Linked DNA regions of Ovis aries: region 2 is linked to region 1. The links are chromatin contacts, called in public Hi-C maps. All regions are on one chromosome and are shown on one strand. Each heading gives the region's core, a stretch centred on a gene start, on an enhancer-like site or on the middle of the called end of the contact. The rest is flanking DNA. Distances are from core to core; before and after follow the strand shown. Region 1 has its middle 88 kb from the start of C3H12orf75. Region 2 holds the start of NUAK1 (NUAK family kinase 1).

The links. Hi-C and Micro-C count contacts between places; a contact is called where the count stands out from the background.
Region 2: a Hi-C map of skin fibroblasts shows a contact between it and region 1, with 2.5 times the contacts expected there. The contact joins the promoter of NUAK1 here to the enhancer-like site in region 1. A contact is called at or near these places in 6 of 16 Hi-C or Micro-C datasets (hypothalamus, liver, muscle and 2 more).

Annotation. Positions count from the first base shown.
Region 1 is chr3:174,516,397-174,521,661 of ARS-UI_Ramb_v3.0, reverse strand. No RefSeq gene overlaps it. Among named protein-coding and RNA genes, the nearest start is that of C3H12orf75, 88 kb to the right of the region's middle. Within about 2 kb of position 2,596, at least 2 of the 54 cell types and tissues checked have an H3K27ac peak or open chromatin away from gene starts, as enhancers often do.
Region 2 is chr3:175,151,994-175,157,079 of ARS-UI_Ramb_v3.0, reverse strand. NUAK1 (NUAK family kinase 1) reads left to right here and starts at 3,234. Exons shown (of 7, transcript XM_027967685.3): 1 at 3,234-4,246. The coding sequence starts at 4,004.

The DNA of each region.
Region 1 (5,265 bases), core at 1,347-3,846:
TTGTTGGAGCACAGAGTGGAAGACCCCAGGGGACTAAGAAAATATGTATTTGAGCTTATGAGAATTAGGGCTGAGAGAAGAGCTACTCAGAGCCCCTTTAAGCTGGATGTGAGCTAGCACGTCTGGGACTGCAAACATTTTATAATATAGTTATGGAGCTTCTCACGCTTCGTGACACAAAAGCTCTGTACATGTAGAGTCCATTAACAGAGGTAGCTATGCAGAGTGCAAGTCAGGGCTGCCCTGCCATGTTAGAACTGTCCATGTGATTTAGGACAAATGTCTTAACTTCTTTGAGTCCCATTTGCCATAATCTGTAGGACAGGAATAATATTTACCCAACTTCTTATGAATACCTCCTATTTATAGATACCTACTATGGGTCAGGTTCTTGGCGGACACTGCATCATTTCATCATTAATCATTTAATCTTCACAGCTGCCCCATGAATTAACATAGGAAACCCAAGCAGACGCAGTCGGTCCCCCAGCCAGATCCCCCTGGCTCATTGGAGGGCATCAGTGTGACTTCCTGTGTCTCTCTGGCTGCTTGAGTTTCCTCTGCCCAAATACAGGCTACCGGGAAGGCCCATGGAGTTGAAACCCCAGGAGCAACCCTCAGCCAACAAGGGATGGGAGCCAGTGGATAAGCAGTCCAGCACCTCACCCAGTGGCAGAACAATCCAGGGTTGTTTCCCACACAGTCTCCAGGAGGTCCCTGTAGGACCGAGATCTGCTATCGGTTTTACTCACTCCCCACACTCCCCACACTATGCTTCCTGGAACCAGCTCCCAAGTAAACCACTTCACTCAAATACTTGTCTCAGGATCCGCTTGTGGGGTTACCCAAAGGAAGACAGCAAGGGAGGTTCAGAGAGTGAAGTTCCTTGATGGAGATGCCACAGTTAAAAAGCTCAGCTGAGCCCCACTCCTTAATACAAAGTCCATCTGCCTTCCACCATCCCTGGGTGTTGGGATTGAGTGAGATGAAGCCAATGAAGAAGAGACGTCAATGCACAGTAAGTGATTATCACGTTTTCACCCGATCTTTGTTCTAGCCCCGGGAGGTGGATCAGCAGGCTCGTTTTATGCCCACTTTACAGGAAACGGAGACTCGTTGAACAGAGTGACTGGAGTGACTCTTCAGTGAAACATGGCAAGGTGATTCTGTTCCTCCTGGCCCGTTTTCTCCGTTTCTCTGCCTCTCTCTGTGACCAGGAGGCCACACACTGGACTTCATCCTTTGGACCCCTCAACCTCTGGCTTCCAGCTGGGGTCAGCCAAGAGAAGGCATGGGCAGCAAGAGAGAGAAGGGTTGTGTGACCAACCCCCCACTTCCTGAGACGGGATAATTTTAACAGTGGCTGCATTTCTCTGTTGGAGTCACAACTCCTTTCCAACCACTTTAATTTTTTTAAAAAAATTGGATTTTCCCAGCTTTTATTAAAAATCTAGGATTCTGAGAAAGAGGGAAGGAAATGGTGAGAGTTTGCTGAGACCCCAGGACTCTTTCCAAGGGCCAGTCTGCCCTGATCCTGTATCATAGCTACAGCACTCAAGCCCTTGACTTGCCCATCAGCAAAGGCTACGGCTTCTGGCTCTTGCTGATCCCAGGGCATTTCTCAACCCTGCCCACACCTCCATCAATCTCAGCAGGAGTCTCAGACCTTCAGGATCTAATGCCTGATGATCTGATGTGGAATTAATGTAATAATAATAGGAATAAAGTGTACAATAAATGTAATGTGCTTGAATCTTCTCAAAACCATCCTTTCTCCCAAGATCTGTGGAAAAATCTCCCATGCAACCAGTCTCTGGTGCTAAAAATGTTGGAGACCACTGCTTTACATCATCTTCATTATACCCTCTTCAGTGAACCTCTTTGAGGTACCATTCTTTTGCTTGCTGGGACTTGAACCCGAAGAGTTTAGCAACTAATAAAGGGCAGGGCAGGGGGAGGGTGGGAAATAAAATCCTTATGGAGCAAATGCCATTTTCTGGGCCCAAATGACCCTTTTCATTCATGACCCTCAAGAGAAGGTGGTGAGGCGGGTAGAATTATGATTCCCATTTCACAGATGAACAAACTGAGGCTCAGTCATACCACATGGTCCAAAATCCAGGTCAGTTAGAATTGACAGCCCATTTTCTCGCCCCTTTCCCACAAAGACCACACTGTTCTCTAGCCTGACTTGCCTTTACTGTAGATAACTGTTGGGACCACCGTCCTCCAACCTGGCCCTGGGCATGTCAGGAAACCCGGGACACCCTGCCTGTGGCTAGGGTGTAGCATCTTTGTGGCCAGTGAGCATTCCATGAATGGAAACAGCCTTTCCCTTCTGTGAGGAAAGGCAGGATTTCATGTGAATGTGTGATGGCTGGCAGAGGGCCAAGAATAAGAGCAGGAAATGGAAGCCCAAGTGAGATAACTGCCACGAACATTGAGGGGAGGGGGCAGGATAAACAGAGGACTTTCAATTTTGCAAAGCATTGGAGAGCTCGTTGGATTAAGGAACAACCCCTGGGGAGAACCCAGGGAATATTAGGAAAAGGGGGAGACGGCCTTGGCAGGCAGCAGGGACTAAGTGCTGGTGGAGCAATTAAAGGGCGGGGTGAATGACTGGGAAACCACAGAATAATGCAAAACCCAAAAGCAGGCATCTGAAATGTGCAGAAGGAAAAAAAATCAATTATAAGGCAAAACATAACCAACCGGAGTTTATGCTTAGTAGCTGAAAATATTCAAAACAACATTTTGAAATGAGAAACACATGGAATAAAAAGCAACTGTCATTTGATTTAGCAGCTTAAGAAATGTAGCTTCTCCCCGCAAGGGTTTGGAAGAGGGACTAGTCAAAAAGACAGAATTCAGAACTCTAAATAAAGATGTGAGGCTGAATGGGTCCAGAGGGGTTGCCCAACACTTGACAATTATGAATAAAATCAGAAATACCAGATTTCACAAAGTTTATTAGAATATACAAATTTTCTTTCTCCTTACCTCTATAGCAGTCTGCAACATACCCATTATAAAATAATGTCCAGCTATTTAACACCTATGTTGCAGACACTTTACATACATTATCCCTAATTCTCCCCACAACCCTACAAGTAGTAGTATTGTCCCATTACACAGATTTGGGAACTGAGGCACAGAGTGTTTGAATAACTTGGCCCAGGTCACATGAAAGGTTGCTAGAGGTTGAAGAAAGAAGAAAATCCAGATCATTTTCTCCTGGTACATTCCATTACCACATGGAGAATCCCAAAACCTAGGTTTTCTAGATGGTCCAAATCTCTGTTTTCAGAAGGAAAAATCAAGGAATAGAGAGGAGACAAACATATTTATGGAAATGGCAGCCCCAGAATTTGAGTGGAGATCTATGGGGTCTGGGAAGTGAAATCTTAAGATCACTGAGCCCAACGCCTCTATTTTATGCCAAGGTGATCCCTCCAAGAGCTTGAAGCAGGGGCAAGAGGAAAGTTCATTTCTCACACATGGTAGTACATCCTACTATCCATGTATTCATTTAACAAATATTTTCAAGTGGCAGCAAGTGTGTGCTATGAAAAATATAAAAATATTTTTCCGATAAGCAACTGGAAGGTGCTTGATTTATGTTTTCTTTTGATTTGATCTTTCTTTTTCATTTGAGCACATTTCCACTTCATTCACTGCATCAGTTCCTCAAATGCTCCTCCAAAAACTGTATTCAATGAACAATCAACAGATTGCTATCTTTAGAACATTTATCATCAAATAGCAGTCCTTGGTTTTTTTCCAATCGTGACTGTGTTTTCTGTTCTGCAACATTGGCAGCTCTGAAAGCAAGCTTTTTTCTTAGCATATATGAATGGTAAAGGCCTCTTCTATTCCCTTGTCTCAGCTGAGAAGGGTAATTGAAAGAGTGCTTTGTAAAGGCTCTGAAAAGCATATGGATTTGGCTAGAGTTTTATTAGAAATCTAGAAACCTGGGAAAGGGAAATAAAACCATATATGTTTGCCAAATCCCAAAACATTTTCCCCATTTGGTCAGATCGAGTGCCAGGTTCCTGCTACCCTAGTCATCAGTAAATTTTTTGCTGTGTAACAAATGACCCCTACAACTTAATGCCTGCAAGTAATAAACACTTATCATTTTCCCTGATCCTGTGGGTCTGCTAGGTGGTTCATGTGGGCCTCTGGCCGGGCCTGGATGGGCTAGGATGTCACATGTCTGGGACTCACTGCGTTGAATAGGGCCTCTCTCCTCTCAGGGGGGCTGGCCTGGGCTTCTCCACATGCCAATGGAAGGGTCCCCAACAGCAAAAGAAGAACAAGCCCCAGTAGGCAAGCACTTTTCAAGACTCTTGTATCACGTGGGATTCTAGTCCCATTGGCCAAAGCTTGTCATGAGGCCAAGCCAAATTCAAGGGGTGGAAAACAGACTCCACTTCTTAATGGGCGTATCTCTAAAAATATTGTGGCCATTTTTTTTTCATATTCCCTCCACTGCTGGGCGTTTTGCTGGCTGAGGTCCCTCAGCTATCAGCCCTCTGAGAAACTGCTCCTTTTTTCCCGAAGAAAACCATCTCACTGAAGGACGATGCTCATTCCCAGGGGCAGCAGCCTGCTGTCGTAACTGGTTGCTGTGGGAACACAAACGTTTAGTCTCTTGCCCACATTTGAGACCCGAAGTCTGACCAGTCATCCCAGCTTCTCAGGTTCTTCAACGGTCAGCTGAGGCCTCTGTGGAAGCTGTTGCTGTTGTTCAGTCACTAAGTCATGTCCAACTCTTTGTGGCCCCGTGGCCTGCAGCACGCCAGGCTTCCCTGTCCTTCGCCATCTCCCCGAGTTTGCTCAGACTCGCATGCATTCAGTCAGTGATGCCATCCAACCATTTCATTTTCTGTCGAACTCCTCTCTCTGCTCAGTCCGGTGCCTTTCTTTCCACCACAGGTGCCCCTCCTGAGCACACCCCCCAGTAGACCTAACACAGTCTAATCTCTGTGCCACTAGCTGCCCCCTGTGGATAGATAATGCCAGGAGTAATCTGGGAAAACAGATGCCAAAATGGACTCTAGGGCTGTATCACCTGCCAGCTGACAGGCAATGAGAACCCCACTACTGTTGATGCTGTGGTGGTTGTTCTTTAGTCTCCAAGTCGTGTCTGACTCTTTGCAACCCCATGGACTATAGCCCACCAGGCTCCTCTGTCCATGGGATTTTCCAGGTAAGAATACTGGAGTGGGTTACTCCAGGATTTCCTTCTCCAGGGGATCTTTC
Region 2 (5,086 bases), core at 1,985-4,484, 630 kb before region 1:
CAAGGGATCTTCCCAACCCAGGGATTGAACCCAGGTCTCCTGCAGTATAGACAGACGCTTTACCGTCTGAGCCACCAGGGAAGTCCTCAGTGTGAACAGCTAAGTGGCAATCATTAATGCTCATCTTGCAGTTTCATGATGATTAGAGGTAATACATCTTAGTGAAAGTGAAAGTCACTCAGTCATATCCAACTCTTTGTGACTCTCCAGGCCAGAATACTGGAGTGGGTAGCCTTTCCCTTTTCCAGGGGATCTTCCCAACCCAGGAATCAAACCCAGGTCTCCCACATTGTGGGCGGATTCTTTACCATCTGAGCCACAAGGGAAGCCCCCAATATATATAAAGGTCCTGGCAGACTGTAGATAGCAGATAAACCATAACTAGCATTATGAGGTCTTCTAAACAGCTATTTCTTAAGAGAGCAAATATTATTTTCTTTTCTTTTAAATTGTCTTGACAATGGAAAGTGTAATAAAAAACAAATCGTATGCCTTATGAAAATATATGTTGTAGGACAGTGTGGATGTTATGCTTCCAACTGCTAATGTGATAACATTGGTCCCATATCCATAATGAAGCCAGAAATCAGAGTCTAATCAGGCAGTATGACTAACCTGCTTATGATTGCCTGAATTCTAGTAAGAGTCATAAGAAGGTGAAAAATGAATATAATCTTAATAGCCATGATTTACTGAGTATATATATTTCTTAATCCTCACACCAACCCTCTGAGACATACTGTTACCACTGCCAATACCACCTATGTTATTACCATCTCCACTTTGCAGATGAGAGAACAGAAGGGTAGAGAGGGAAAACAATTGTCCAAAATGCTCAATTATGAGTGGTGGAACAGGGATTTGAACCCAGGCAGTCTGACTCTAGAACTCAAGCTCTTAACCAAGGAGCCTGGGGGCTTGTTGGAGGAAACGCTTAATCTATGTGAAAACACTTGAGCACAATGCACGGTAACACTGTGTAAAGTGTGGTTCCAATTATAAATGCGATAGGAATTCAGTCTGGAGAGGAACTCCCTGTTCTCGGGCATGACTTTGTGCCAGGCATTGTACTGTTTCCATCCTTCCCGATTAAGGAGAGGTAGAACAGCATATGTGGAAGAACACACGCTTGGGAACTGGACAGGTAGGGTTTAATTCCTGGCGTGGCTATTTACAACCTGTGTAATCTCAGGCCAATTACTTAACCTTTCTGATATGGTTTCCTCAACTGAAAACAGTTTACTGTCATAAAATAGGATCAGCACATGGTAGGTGCTATTTATTCGATACTGATTAAGTCCTAGGCACTGGGGAGGATCACCATCAGCCAGAATAAGTTAGATTATGCTGCTGTAACAAACAGCCGCTAAATCTCCCTGGTTTAACACATATTTAATATTTGCTCACACTACTTTTACAATGCAGGTTACTTGGGCCAGTTCTGCCATCATTACAGAGGCCCAGGCTGGATGAGGGAGGCTCTATCTCTGTACTTCATGGTTGTTGTGATTGCCAACATTGCATTTTCAGGATTGTCAAGACATGGGCATTTACCCATTGGTCCTTCAAAGTTTCCACCTAAAAGCAATGCACATCATTGCTCTCATTCCATTGGTCTAAGTGACATGGCCACATTTAATTTCAAGAGATGGGGTAGTGGATTCCTACCATATTCATGGGCTTCCCTGGTGGCTTAGATGGTAAAGAATCTGCCTGCAATGTTGGAGACCTCAGTTCTATCCCTGGGTTGGGAAGATCCCCTGGAGGAGGGCATGGCAACCCACTCCAGTATTCTTGCCTGGAGAATCCCATGCCCAGAGGGTCACAAAAAGCTGGATATGACTGAGTGACTAAGCACAGCACACCACGTCCCTGGGAAGGGAAAGACCCAGGGTTAACAGTTTTAATTACCACTGTAGACATGATCCGTTTACCTGTAAAACAGATCCAGTAATCTACACTTCAAGAAAACACCGAAGCTCTGTCATTTGACAAATGTCACACAGCCTAGCCACTGGGAAGCCAGGCTCAACCTGCCTGTTATTTATACTGACTCTCTAATCTACATATGCAAAGTCTACAGATTTTGTATAAAAGCAGAATAGTTGCAGGAGGCAGGCAGGGAGACCCTGCAAGGGTGGAGGACACGTATGGTGACTAATGTTACAGGCTATTATTCTGGCACTGCGGAGGGGACTTGCAGGGAGGACGTGCTGTTGCGGGATCCAGGGTAAGGTGATAAGGCATAGACAGGCCTGAAGACAGCAGGAATGCAGAGGGCTGAACCTGAGAGCTGCGGAGTAAGGGCAAGTCCGGCTCACTGGGGAAAAAATGAACCACCAGGCCATCTGCAGAACGCACCAGACATTCCTCACCCCTCACTCTTCCCATCCCAGTCTGGTATACCACACTATTGAAAAAACTCCCGAAGCGCCTTTTTCTCTTGCTTTCTTCCTTATTTTCCCTTGCTGCTTCTTAGAAGGTGGCAGCCTTGCCACCGTCGTAGGCCTTCCTGCCTGACCCTCGCTTGTGGGGGTGGGGTACTGGGTACCATCTCCAGGATCTGGCCATCTCAGTTAATGGAGAAATACAAACGGTCAAGGGGCCAAGCGGCCTGCCTGTCGCCCCTGGCTTAGCCAGTCTCAGGCCCTGCTCCATCCGAGGTCCCTGGTTTGCCCATCTCCAAACACAGCCTTGGCGGGCAGGGTAGGCGCCCAGCTGCATCCAGGCACCTCTAGCGACCCAAATCTCCTCTCCCAGGCGGGAGTCCTGGATAGTGTCGGAGGGCGGCAGTGCGGCGACCGGCCGCAGATTCAGCCTCGGAGCCTCCCTTCCTCCCCGCCTTCGCCTTTCTCCGGCGAGGGCGCGGGGCCGAGGTCAACGCGCCTCTCGGGGTTTTCAGGGGCGCCCAGCTGCCCCGACCCTGGCCCGGGAGAGCAGCCCTTCGCCAGCCGGGATGGGGGTCTGCGAGGCGGGGGCGGCAGCCTGGGCTGAGCGCGAGGGGGTGCGCACCGCCGCGGGGGAGGGCGAGCCGTGACTCACCGCCTGTAACCCAACACCCGCGCGCCTCCCCTCCCCCAGCCTCTCCCCGTCTCCGGCCTGGCGGCCGCGGCGACACCTAAAAGAAAATGAAGGGGCGCCCGAGCCCGCAGCGCCCCCGGCCGGATCGCCAGCGGGCCCCGGGGGCCCCCGGCTCCGAGCGCTCTCGTCTACCCGGCGCCGGGGCTCGGCGAGCCGCCGCCGTCGCCGCAGCCAGGGCGCAAGCAGGAAGGGAGGCCGCGCGGCCGGAGCCGAAGTCCGAGGAGGCGGCGGCGGCGGCGAGCCCGCGGTAGCGGCGGCGGCGGCGGCGGCGGCGGCGGGCGAGCCGGGGGAGGGGGCGCCCGGGCTGGGAACCCCCCCCGTCTCTTTCCCAGCCGAGCGAGGACAAAGCCCCCTGGCCGCCGGCGCGGCCTAGCCGGCGCTGCACAAAGGGCGAGTCGCGACACGCTTCCATCCCCCTCCCAGTTCGGGGTGGCCCCAGGCCCGGGAGGCGGGCGGGAGTTGGGGGGGAGCCCCGGCCGCGCCGCCCCTCGCCCCCCTCCCCGGGGGCCGGCCCGCGCGCCGCCCCCGCCCCCGCGCCCGCCCAGTCTGCGCGTCCTCCCGGGGAGGGGTCTGGGGGCGCGGCGCCCCACATAACACTCCCCCTCCTGCGCTCGGGGCCACCCCTCTCCCCTCCCTCCTGCGAACACCACCGCCTCCCCTGCCACCGCCGCCACCTCGCCCGACGCGCCGCAGCTCGCCGCGGCCGGTGGGCGGTGCGCGGATCGTGCGCGCCCGGGGCGCCAGATGTGCAGTCCCCGCCGCCGCCAGTGACCCAGCCGCAGCCCCGGCGGGAGCCGGCCGCCTTCCCGATGCTGCGGGGGCGACCGTGAGCGCGCCCAGCTTTCTCTCGGCTGGGACCCCGACACCGCGAGCGCCGTGCTCGGTCCTGCCCTCTCCGGCCCTGCTCGCCCCGCATTCGGACATGGAGGGGGCCGCTGCGCCCGCGGCCGGCCCGGACTTGGGGCCGGGGGCGCCGGGCTCTCCGCCGGAGGCGGGTGCGATCGCAGCCCCCTCGGCGGCGGGCCCGGAGCCCAGGAAGCCGCACGGTGTGAAGCGGCATCACCACAAACACAACCTGAAGCACCGCTACGAGCTGCAGGAGACCCTGGGCAAAGGCACCTACGGCAAAGTCAAGCGGGCCACCGAGAGGTTTTCGGGCCGAGTGGTGAGTTGGGGGGAAACCCGGCGGGCTCGGTCTAGACGCGGCTGGGGACGCAGCGCTCACGCGACGGGGTTTGGGGCGCAGAGGGGGGTCTCTGGTCCGAGAGGGGGCTTCTCCGGAACCCCTAGACAGATTCCTCACTCTCACCACCGCCCCCCACCCCCGGCTCCAGCCCCCCGTGGCTCAGGCGTGTCTTTCTCCCGAAACACTTGTTACATCCTGTCTGCGCATATTTTGGGGGTTTTGATCCCGGCAGCAAAGTAGTGTTTATGATTTGCAAACACTTTGCACCATCGGGACCGTTGGGGTCTCCCTCTCGGGCACGCATTCATGCCCTGGAATGCCTTATTGCTGTAACTCCACACAGAGCCACATCCGCAGTTCGGAGCTGGTTCGCCTCGTCCCGTATCCTATAGATGAATGAGCCCCCCCGCCCCCCCCCCCCCCTCCCCTGCATCCTTCCAGTCCCTGTCGCCGCGGTGCTGAGGTCGCTGCAAGGGAGGACGGACTCCTGCCTGTTTTGAAGAGAGAAGGTTAGGGAATAGAAGTGAAGGTTCAACCCTCATGCCTGAGGGTTGTGACAGTTTGCTGCTGGTTTCTGGGAGGACTGAAATGCCTAGGGCATGATTAGCCACCCTGAGTTGCAGATTCAATTGCTTTTCAGGCCCCGGCTGCAAGACTGCTGTATTGTGTAAGGGGTCTGACCTAGCCGCCCCACTCTGTGACAGCTGTAACCCTGCCAGGGTCCTAAGGCCGTTTATTCAACCCCAAGTAACATCTTGAGTGCTTTGGAGTCTTTGCATTGTCCCGACCTTGGCTTGTTGTCATTTTCCTTTCTGCAGA